Regions from separate parts of the Mus musculus genome. Here region 1 is linked to region 2. A link is a contact called in public HiChIP or PLAC-seq data. All regions are on one chromosome and are shown on one strand. Each heading gives the region's core, a stretch centred on a gene start, on an enhancer-like site or on the middle of the called end of the contact. The rest is flanking DNA. Distances are from core to core; before and after follow the strand shown. Region 1 overlaps Ttll7 (tubulin tyrosine ligase-like family, member 7). Region 2 has its middle 29 kb from the start of Uox.

Region 1 (5,338 bases), core at 1,104-3,603, 310 kb after region 2:
TATCCAGAAGATGTCCCAACCGGTAAGAAGGACACATGTTCCACTATATTCATAGCAGCCTTATTTATAATAGCCAGAAGCTGGAAACAAGCCACATGCCCCTCAACAGAGGAATGGATACAGAAAATGTGGTACATTTACACAATGGAGTACTACTCAGCTATTAAAAAGAATGAATTTATGAAATTCCTAGGCAAATGGATGGACCTGGAGGGCATCATCCTGAGTGAGGTAACCCAATCACAAAAGAACTCACATGATATGTACTCATAAGTGGGTATTAGCCCAGAAACGTAGAATACCCAAGATACAAGATACAATTTGTCTCTTATTTTTTATTGTCTTCAATCCCCTGCCCCAAAACAAAACCAGAGTTTTGAAATCTTCTCCCTCTGCTCCTGCTTTGTCCAAATGTTCATTATAATTTTTCTCATTTTCTCCTCACTTCTTTTTTAAAATTTTTATTAGATATTTTCTTCATTTACATTTAAAATGCTATCCCAAAAGTCCCCTATACCCCCACCCCCCGCCCTGTTATCCTCACTTCTTAAAGGTCTTCTTTTCTTATATAGTTAAATCTTAATGATCCGATTTTTCATATGGCTATCTCAAAAATAATCAAGATTTCTACTTTTCTAAGTAGGATGTCTTCCTTCCTTCCTTCCTTCCTTCCTTCCTTCCTTCCTTCCTTCCTTCCTTCCTTCCTTCCTTCTTTCCTCCCTCCCCCCTCCCTCCCTCCCTCTCTTCCTTCCTCCCTTCCTCCCCCAACCCTCTCTCTCTTTCGATCTCGATCTCAAATGTCTGTTTCGACTGCTTTTGGAAAGGCAAGGAACTAGTCCCCAATGCATACTGTGTTCTTGTTATTCTCTTGATGGCTAGACCTTGGGGTCTCTACATTCCTCTTCTACCTCTGATGACTGCCTGTCACAGCAGGTAAAACCTTCTCATCAGGAATACACAAAGAATTAATGAGATTCAAAACAAACCTTCCAGTTAAAAATGGACCAAAAGCTTTAACGGACTCTTTACCAAGCATGGTCTGGCATGCAAAGGGAGATTCTTCAGCTGTGTTACTAAGGACTTAGCAGTCGCAGCATAGAGAAGAGCACACAGTTCTCTATTGTCCAGGATCTAAAACCCTGACACCACAAAATGCTAATATGTAGGGCATCAGGAATACTCAGTGATTGCTGACATCAAGGAATGTAAAAATATATTGGGAAAATCTTCATGTAGGAGTCAGTTTCTTTGAAGTAGACAAAATGTCTTTTACACCCGACTCTCTTGAAATAAGCCGTTAATCTACCAATCTACTAATTGCATGAATTGTTCATCCACTTATGAAGGTAGAGGTTTAACCTTCTTCAAAGATCTTCTTTCGAGCATTTGATAAAAGAGAGTTATGTGTAGGGCCAGTGTGGATCGATACCCTCAGTGCCCTGCTCTGGGTCCCTAGGGTCTTAGTACTTCAATAGACTCTTCCTGCTTCAGTCCACTGTTGTGCTTTCTCTGCTGGAGGGCAGGGCATTTAAGGCACTCCTGAAAGCCTTGGGTTTGGAGGTCCTTTGCCATCCCTGGCCTCCTTTATGCATCCCCCCCTTCTGTGCTGTCCAAAGGCAGGAGATGATGTGAATTAATCCTCCATCGCTCTGGCAGTGACTTTCAGCTGATGGATGACACTGAGCTCTATGCAGGGTCCTAAGCCCTAGCTGCTCCTTGACACATCTTTGTGGTTGCCTCCCCTTCCTCATCTTCCTTCCCTGTACCACTTAGCAGCATGAACTAAGACAAGAAGCACCATCTCTCATGTCCTCCAAGTTTCTCTTCCCCTCCTCCTTCGATTACTCTTTTCCTTCCCTTTCTCTTCCTCTATTCCTTTTCCTCCTCTTCCCTCTCCTTTACCTCTTCCACCTCACCTCCTCCTCCTCCTCTTCCTGCCCCTCCCTTCCTCTTCCTCTGTGTACTAAGTCCGTGTCTCAGGGCCTTGTGCCCATTAGGGAATCTCTCTATTGCCAAGTTCTATCCAGTCATATCTTGGTTTTTAAAATTTGCAAATGTCTTAATTTCCACCTACTCCCTGGTGACCTCTCAGACCTGACATGGGAAAGAAAACTTAAATCAGAACCTAAAATCCAAATTACTTCCACATTGATGAGGAAGATTTGGTTTCTAGGGTTTCAGCAGTGTGCTTTCTTTATCTTTATCTCTAATGGGGGAAAAACCCCTTTCAGTGGGTTCAGGATGGCTTGCGTGTTCCCCCTTTGCTCTGACTGCCATGTGGCTAGTGCTCCACTGATACAGCTTGCGTTGTGACTTCACTCTTAGTTATTTTTCCATGATGACCTCAGTCTTGGCTTGAGAGTCTGGAATCTGGGATCAGCTTGTTTACATTTTGATTTGCCCTGGAAGTGTGAGCCTCAGAGGTGGTTTAGCAAATACTTCAAGGACTTAAATAAACACAGAGTGCTGGGACTCAGGATCATAATCCTTGCATACTACTTAGGAACCAGTCTTCTGGAAGAAGCCAAATTTGTTCACTATTGAAACAGGTCTTTATTGATACAGTTGATGAAAATTCATCCTGGCATATGATTCATGGTTATTTCGTATGATTGTAGCATAGTTGGATAAAATGGCATATTTACTCAGAATTAGTAAATCAAAGGAAATAGTAAGCTTTGAAATTCATTCATCTACTCTTGAGAGATAAATATTATTTTATTTCACATGAATCATTCACAGCCTTGCTGAAAATACTGAAACTTCTCAAACTAGTGAAAACTTTTCACACTTCATTTTAATAACCATGTCATAACCCATTTTGATTATATTGCGTATATTTAGATTGTTTTTAGTTGCTATTTTCCTTTTATATTTTATTATTTTAATTTTATATGTATGAATGTTTAGCCCAAATGTGTGTGTGTGTGTGTGTGTGTGTGTGTGTGTGTGTATAAAATGTGATAAAATGTGCAGAGTTCCTGGAGTCACAGGTGCTTGTGAGCTGCCTTGTGGGTTCTGAGAAGAGAACCTGGGTCCTCTGCAAGAGCTACCAGTGTTCTTAACTACTGAGCCAACCCTTCAGCCCAAAGTTTGGTGTTTTAAAGAGGAGCTTGGTGTATTCCAGCATTGTAGATGATTTCCCAGATCTGGCTTCTGAATGTAGAATCCTTAAGCCTACAGCATACACATATTGCATAGTTGAGGCCTTTTCAATGCTTTGTGGTTGACTTTAGAATGTCTGTTACTGAGGTCTAAAGACTACAGACTTCCTTCAGGCGAAGTACCAACTTAAATTTCTTTGAGTTTATTTCAGTAGTTTTCTATGCTCATTTTTTTCTAATTTAATAGCAATAAGTTAAATCAATTATTCAAAAGGTGGTGATTTAAATATACAGAGACAATAATTTATTGTTCTGTTATGAAGCATGTTATTCATAAATGACATTTAGGATTTAGCATCATCACATCGAGTCAGTATAATTTAGGAAGTAAACTAAGAAAACTTAGTCAGTGCCCATCATACTTTGTTTGAGTGTGCTTGCTTCTTTTCTGGGAATGTAAATATTTCATTTACCAAGTAACTCTATTACCCCCCTCTGTGTGTATATATATATATATATATGACATTGGATATCTTCCAATGGTGTTTGTCCCATTTAAGACTGTATTCAAGTTGAGGAAATAGAAACAATAAAATTGCATAGAAGAATTTTGCAACTGCTATTTGAGATGATTAGTGTTAAGAAATATTTGTGGAGGGTGCAGCGTTAACTTATCAGTTAAGAGCACTTGATCTTCTTTTAGAGGACTGAGGTTTGATTCCCAGCAACCATGCGGCAGCTCAAAAGCATTTGTAACTACAGTTCTAGGGTATCCAACACCCCTTTCTGGCCACTATGGGCACCAAGCATGCAAGTGGTAGACAGACATACATTCAAGCAACATACCCACATATAAAATAAAAATAAAACAGACATTTATAGAGTGTTACATTGTGCAGATGTTTTTTTTATAGTCAAGGAAGCATTCCTCTTTAATAATTTGTTATTCATAGTTTATATTATGATAAACACATGTGGCCTTCTTCTGAGAATAAGAGGTTGGTCCTGAAATAAGCGTTCTCAGTCCTTATTATGACCTTTAAGAAGAGTAAGATGTGTAGACTTTAAGTAACATATAATAAATACATAAAACAGTAAGAAAGGGCAGGCGCTGGGTGTGGTGGCTTATGCTGTAATCCAGGCCCGAGGAGGCTGGGGCATGAGCATTGCTGCCAGGCTGGGGGTCAGCCTGGGCTACAAATCAGAGCTGTCTGAAGAAACAAAACATGAGCTACACCAACAGTGACTAGACATGAGGATTTCTTTGACATGACCTTAATGCTCGTCGCTAGCATTCTTTCTACACGTTATCTCCTCCTCTGAGCTAGGAGAATTCCATTTGGAAATTGTGTGGACTAGGTTTATGAAGCCAGTAGTTCTATTTTCCCTTGGCCTGGTGGCATAACAATGGGCGGACCCGTGAGTATGACAGATGAGTCAGGCCCCTGATGCCAGTGTTACAGGAGTCGAGAGGAGTGGTAATAGTCCAGGCCAGTCTGCTAGAGTTGTCTATGATGGCTAATAGTGATTGTCATCTGGACAGGTTCTAGAATCCCCTAAGAGACAACTGCAGGCTTGCTGGGAGGGGTTATCTAGATAAGTTCAGGCGGAAAGGCTCACCTCAGCTGGGGGCGGCACCCTTCCATGGCTGGGATCCTGGACTGAGTGACATGGAGTTAGCTCAGCACCAGCGTTCATCATTAATGACTTCTTGGTTACGGATGCAATGTGGCCAGCTCTCTGTAGGCTCCCACTGCTGCAGCATGGACTGTTGCCCTCAGACGAGGGACCAGTGTGAACTCCACCTTCCCTAAGTAGCTTCTATCAGGCGTTTTGTCGCAGCAACGAGACAAGTAGCTAACACAGTTTCCGAGTCTTCTGCCATGTGTTGATGTTAGTACAAACACATATTCGTGATACACATCTGTGTTAATATGTGAAATAAAACCTGTTTTGCCTGGTGTTCGGTTGTTTCATAGTATTATCTATGAAGTACCAAGAAGTAAACAAAATAGACGTCTGATCAGCCAGGCACCTTCCCCACTGAAAACGTGGATTTGAGTATAGGCTGTGTGCACTGGATTTGCCAGGCTTAGTCCTGTCTTCTTGGTGACTGAGTGAGGAGAAGAGGTGGTGTGAACCAAGAGGGGAGGACAAATGTCAGGAGGCTCGCTTGGGGTTTAGAAGGAATGAGAGCCTCTCCTCACACCTCTGGTGACCTGATTTCAGATAAG
Region 2 (5,739 bases), core at 2,066-4,565:
TTATACTCTGTATAATACTTTATGCATTCCGTATTTTTATAAAGAGGAAGAGATGCAATGGATTTGAAAATCAAGCCAGTATATTTCTACATAGCAGTTCATACAAGAGACCTAGCTTGGCTCATTAATATCTGGGCATGTTGGCAGTGCATATGTGTACCATGTGTTCATGCACAGCTATGTACATTTGTTTATATCTACTTAGCAAACATATATGCATATATGTAGACCCAAACCAATAATACAGAGGCACCAAAATGAAGAGAATTCTTTTTCAAAGGATTATACTTTCAGAATAATTGCTCCACTCTCTTACAGAGAACAATAATAGCTCACAGGCAGAAATATTAAAGATTAAAAAAAATTCTTTACTTCCTAGAATTCTTATTTGATTCAGAGAAATTTATGCCGTTTATTTCACAAGCACGTTTTCATCAAGAAAGAATTAGAAATTATGCCTCCAGTAAATCTTTTAATATACAGCCATTCTTATTCAATAATGTGTGTGATTGGATACCCTGTCAGGAATCTTCCCCTCACCCCACTGTGAAAATATTGTATGAACATTTTAAGAGAAAAGGAAATCTAGTTTAGCACTAAGAAACCCTACATCTTCTTCACCAAAGCCCTGAAATGGCTGACTTTTTTCCATAGTAATTTGTTTTGTTTTTCTAAAAGATAGTAGGGGTGTGTTAATTTGAAATTGACAGCAACAGTGTCATTGTCATCATCATGAACAACAACATCATCAACAACAAGAGCATCAACAGCAACACAGCAACGATGGATTTAAAGGGCACGGAGTGGGATTAGATCTTGCCTGTTAATGCAGAGATTCACAAGGCGCTAGTGAGGTCAAGCAGCAAATTCCCCTGTGGCTCGACCGTTACGCATTCCTGTTGTCAGAGATACATCACTAATTAATCCTACATAACCTTCCATCTCACAAACTGTTGCCCTTCAGATCAGAGGCACTAAAACAGTCTCCATCAAGCTCCCTGGCCTATTTCTACTTCCATATGATCTTTGGAAAATCCCTGCAGAAGGCTTATGCTTAGTTTACCTGTTTCAGGAAACCTGTTTTCAGACTAGACCCAAACTGGCATTCATTGAAAATCCTGGAGACCGGGGCTCAGCAATGGAATCCTGGCTCCCTCCTTGCCAGTCATGAGCACTGAGGCAACCCCTTGCCCTTCTCAGCCTTTATCCACTCACAGCAGAGAAGAGTCTGCTCCCTGACTTCCATCTTGTCATGACATGATCTCCTAAGTACGAAGTGCTCAGTGTAGAGCAAGACTCTCAGCACTGTAAATACTTCAGGACACGGAGCACTTTACCTTCCTGGTCACGGTAGCTCCACATGTGAAACAGCAAAGAGGAGGCAGAATTGAGGGCTAGAGGTGATTGTGAAGATGGAGGAAGGAAGAAAATGAAAAGTCCTCATGTCCCCAAAGTTACATTGTTGGATGTATTGGGTTTTCCCTCCAGACAAGATGCTACACACATCCCTGTGTGTCCTTGTACACAGTCTTGTACAAAGTCTCACGTGAGTGAGAACTACATCAGAAGTACAAATATGGTGGCCATCGGAGCAATCGATAGTGGATTAGATTGATTGCCGACAGTATCTCTAGTAAGATGAGAGTCAGGGCAGAACACTGAGCAAAACAGCTCGAGTTCAGATGGAAGAAAGGAAAACTTGGAAGATGGTGATAGGAGAGAGGAGGGAGGCAAACATTACACACATACATACACACATACACATAATACATACATCCCACACACACATCCCACACATACATACATGCCACACACACCACACATATACACATACACATACAAACACATATATGACATAACACATACACACGACATATAACAAACACACAGTTTTGTGGCCTCATCAGTTAAGGGTACTTGATGTTTTTGTAGAGGCCCTGGATCCAGTTCTCAGCGCCCACACAGCTCACAACCAACTGTAACAAACTTCAGTTCCAGAGGATCCCACTTATGCATGTGGTACACAGACATATGAACAGGCACACACACACACACACACACACACACACACACACACACACACACACATACGCGCACGCGCGCACGCGCTTGTACCTATACACATACACAAGGGACCATCTTTAAAACAACACACAAAAATACATGTATATGTGCATAACTTATGTGTGACTCATGCTTGTACATCAGAAAGAACATAAAAAAAATCCCCAATTATCTTTGGATGAGATTTTCAATATTGCAACCTGAAATAAATTTCATATTTTAAGTAGCGATGATATTAAAAGCCAGAATAATGCAACCTAAACTTGCCAACCTAACATTTTTATTTTGGAAAGTAATTTCTCTAAGATGCTTTATGTAGTACTTTGCCCTTCTTAAACAGAATGTTCTGAGCACAAGTTGACCTTTTCTTCATAGCTCACTTTAGACATCCATCATCTTGCTGTGTGATAGTCCAGCCGTGCCCTCAGGAGTGTCTGGGGTGCACACGCAGGGCTGCAGGCCAAAGCTAAATGGCTCCAGACAGCAGCACTTAAGAGCTTTGTGTTTCCACCTGTCATTCCCCTGCCTCTGTTAGTGTGTCCCGACTGCTTCGTTCTTTGTGTTTCCACCTGTCATTCCCCTGCCTCTGTCAGTGTGCCCCGACTTCTTCGTTTTGTGTATACCTGTGGAACGAGTGATGCCAACCACCCCCAAGGTACAAAGACTCAGGAACAGCCAGTCCTGTTTGGTGGGTTCTCCCACCCCCAGGTATGACCCAAAAGTGACCCAAAAGAACTCAGGCACTTCCTGCCCACCTGGACCAGGAAGGGACTGAAATTTAGTTACAAGCCTGACTTCCTGGACATGGGGAAAACCCAGCGAGTCATACAGCATGGACCAGCCTGTCCCTGGTTCCCAGACCTCCTCCTCCTCCTCAAAGACGCGTAAAGCTGAGTCACCAGGAAGCTCTGATTAAGTCCTGATCTACAGATGGTCCTGAGCTCTGGGCACTGCTCTCCGTGACTCACCAAGTTCACTGCTTCGCTCCTGTTGCTTTTCTGTCTTTTGAGTGGGATTAATTTTGTCCCTACCCAAATTGGCTATTTCCCGAGCTACTTTTCCTGGTCTCCAGGAACCAGCTATCCTAGAGACAGAGTATGCCATAGTTAGAATTTGTTGTTTATTTCCCACACATGAAGGTACTACTTCCCTGGGCTGCAGAGCCGCCTGCTCACATGGTCGTGGGCACTCCCAAGGGCAGAGGCAGGGCCAGGTGTAACATGTGTCCAACAGCCAGGGCTGCAGGCCAGCAACCATGAAAACAGCAGGGCTGGTTTGACTTTGTACCCAGAGTCCCAGCTTATGCTCTGAGGTCTTGCACAGACAGGATAGACCTGGTTCTCAAGGATTCAGGATTCTCAACACCAGAAAATGATGGCTTTGGCTTTGGAAGACACGGTGAGAATGTACTCTGTCTGAGCACAGCCCCCCAACCCTCTTAATGTATCTGTCAGAAGTCCAGGTGCACAGAGTTGTGTGCCAGGCACCGAAATACAGATTGAATCACCTTTTCAGAAACAAGTGGGCTGCGTTCACAGACATCAGCAGGAGCCTCCAGTGGCTTCTTCAGCAATCAGTTGCCACTAAATTACCAACAGCAGATGCTGCAATACAATCTTTATATAGAAAGTCCTTACTCACTAAGTGTGTAATGGTTGTTAAGTCATCAATAATGAGATCCCAGAGGCTGTGAGAGTCGAAACAGCTTCCTGTCTCTCCCTCCCTGGACCAATGCTCTCTCTTGGGTTTTACCAAGTAAGCTTTGTAGGGGCAGCTGTCTTGGATGGTAGGTACACACTCAGGTAAGGGAGTAAGAAATAAAGTAAGTAAAAAAAAACTTGCTACATTTAATTTAAAAGGTGATGCTATCCTTTGTATAAATACACTGAAATGTATAGTAAAATTCATGATAGGATGTGTATAAGTGTATTAACATCAACTTTTCAGATGAAAGAAGCAGTAGGTTTTAAAGTAACTAAGTGTTTAGAGGTATGATTTATAGACAGCCAAGTCTTAACATTTGAGAATATAGTTTAATAAATTTTCTAAACGTATATGTGTTTGTAACCACTACCAAATAAAGGGCCAAATATTTGCATATCTACCAAAACTTGCTTCACGTCTCCTTTAGCCTGTCACATTTCCCTTAGCCTGTCACATTTCCCGTAACCCCTGCTGACTACTGATTTGCTTTTTCATGTTACTTTGAATTTTCCCCGTTGCTTAGATGAAATTATGATCTTCTATAGTGAGGATTTCCTAAAGAAATAAATGACCATATGTTTGTTTTCTTGTTGTTGTTGTTTTGTTTTGTTTTAATGTAAAGCTATGTTAGAAACACAGGTGAGGGGACTGGAGAGATTGCTCAGAAGTTCAAAGCCCATGCTGTTCTTCAGGAGGCCTTCGGGTCAGTTCCCAGTGCTCACGTTAGGCCACTCACAGCTAGCTGATATTCTAGCTCCAGGGGATCTGATGCCCTCCTCTGGCCTCTGAGGGAACCTTTATGAACATGTGCACATAAGCACACACTCACACATCTGCATGCACACACACACACACACACACACACACACACACACACGCCAAAATAAAAATGAGTCTTCAAAAATACAGATGGGCTTTTTATTTTCTTGATTTGCTCTGACTCTCAACCCTGTCCGTCCCAAACACATACTCCAGCCATGTGGCTGACCAGCCTTGACCCTTAGACCAGCCTTGTCTCCGAAGGTCAAAGCTCCCACCTTCTTCATGAGTCAGTGGCCTCTAAAGATTATCCTAACCATCTTGCAAACTGAAAATGGAGACATAGATCAACTTTTAGATTGTATATAAACACACCATTAGGGTATTGGTGCCAATTTAAGATAAGTATTGAGTCACTCCTCTTCCTTCGAGTCTGTCTCAAACACCTTCTCATCCTACAGCCAACAGTTGGGCAGAATGAAAGCTTCAGCAGAAACCCAAATGCATCGAAGCGTTTGCCTTCTGCGGAGAGTTCTGTAGCACAGGATAGGAAGAGAACGTTGCCGAATGAGATAGGGTCTTCAAGTTAGCTCAGGATGCTGGAGACTCAGCACATCAGGAGCTTCCCTACCTGCAAAGGTTAAGATGATCCGAGGCTTGGTAGTGGGTACACAAAGTCCTTCTAGCCGAGCCAAAACAAACTGTCAGATATTTGTTGAATATCACCTGCCTACCTAACATCTAAGATACAAAGTCCGTCTTTGTACTCAAACCCTGTGTGTGCCTGAGATGGTGTAGCTTAGCAACCCCAGTCAGAACACACACTCTGATCCAGCAAACGTTTCCCACTGAAGAGAAGGATTTCATACGCTCTGAGTACCTGTTTCCAGACGTTACGTGTATTGTTTTTCCTTAATTGTCTTCATTTTGTGAACAAGAAGTCAAGTCCTTGAGGAGTCAAGTAAAGCCCATGTAGGTAGGCACTGGCAAACCTGGAACTGAAGGCTCCCATGCTGTCATGGTGTCATGCCTGTTTGCTCTGCAAATAATTGCAGCCTTGTCCTTTAGTCAGTCGGGTGTTAATGCCATGGTAGGACTGTGGGGCTGAAGGCATTTGAAAAGAGTTTTTTATGAATGTTTGTAAGATTTAACAAAATCTTCTATACTTGTTTCTTCCAGCGTGAGATAAAGTAGAACTGGCTGAGTTTTCTT

Evidence for each region. HiChIP or PLAC-seq counts read pairs in DNA pulled down with a chosen protein or histone mark.
Region 1: a contact with region 2 is called in a CTCF HiChIP or PLAC-seq map of the NIH/3T3 cell line, with 5 read pairs. The contact joins two enhancer-like sites. A contact is called at or near these places in 3 of 15 datasets of contacts at CTCF or cohesin (the NIH/3T3 cell line, large pre-B cells and stem cell-derived epiblast-like cells), 12 of 484 Hi-C or Micro-C datasets (the HL-1 cell line, cortical neurons, embryonic stem cells and 2 more) and 1 of 9 other capture datasets (embryonic stem cells).

What each region holds. Positions count from the first base shown.
Region 1 is chr3:146,873,733-146,879,070 of GRCm38.p6, forward strand. The region is part of intron 1 of Ttll7 (tubulin tyrosine ligase-like family, member 7); the gene reads left to right. Among named protein-coding and RNA genes, the nearest start is that of Ttll7, 24 kb to the left of the region's middle. Within about 2 kb of position 2,354, at least 60 of the 459 cell types and tissues checked have an H3K27ac peak or open chromatin away from gene starts, as enhancers often do. A contact at or near this core is called in the HL-1 cell line and the NIH/3T3 cell line, where this site is marked.
Region 2 is chr3:146,565,061-146,570,799 of GRCm38.p6, forward strand. It overlaps a transcript of Dnase2b not described here. Among named protein-coding and RNA genes, the nearest start is that of Uox, 29 kb to the right of the region's middle. Within about 2 kb of position 3,316, at least 107 of the 459 cell types and tissues checked have an H3K27ac peak or open chromatin away from gene starts, as enhancers often do. A contact at or near this core is called in the HL-1 cell line and the NIH/3T3 cell line, where this site is marked.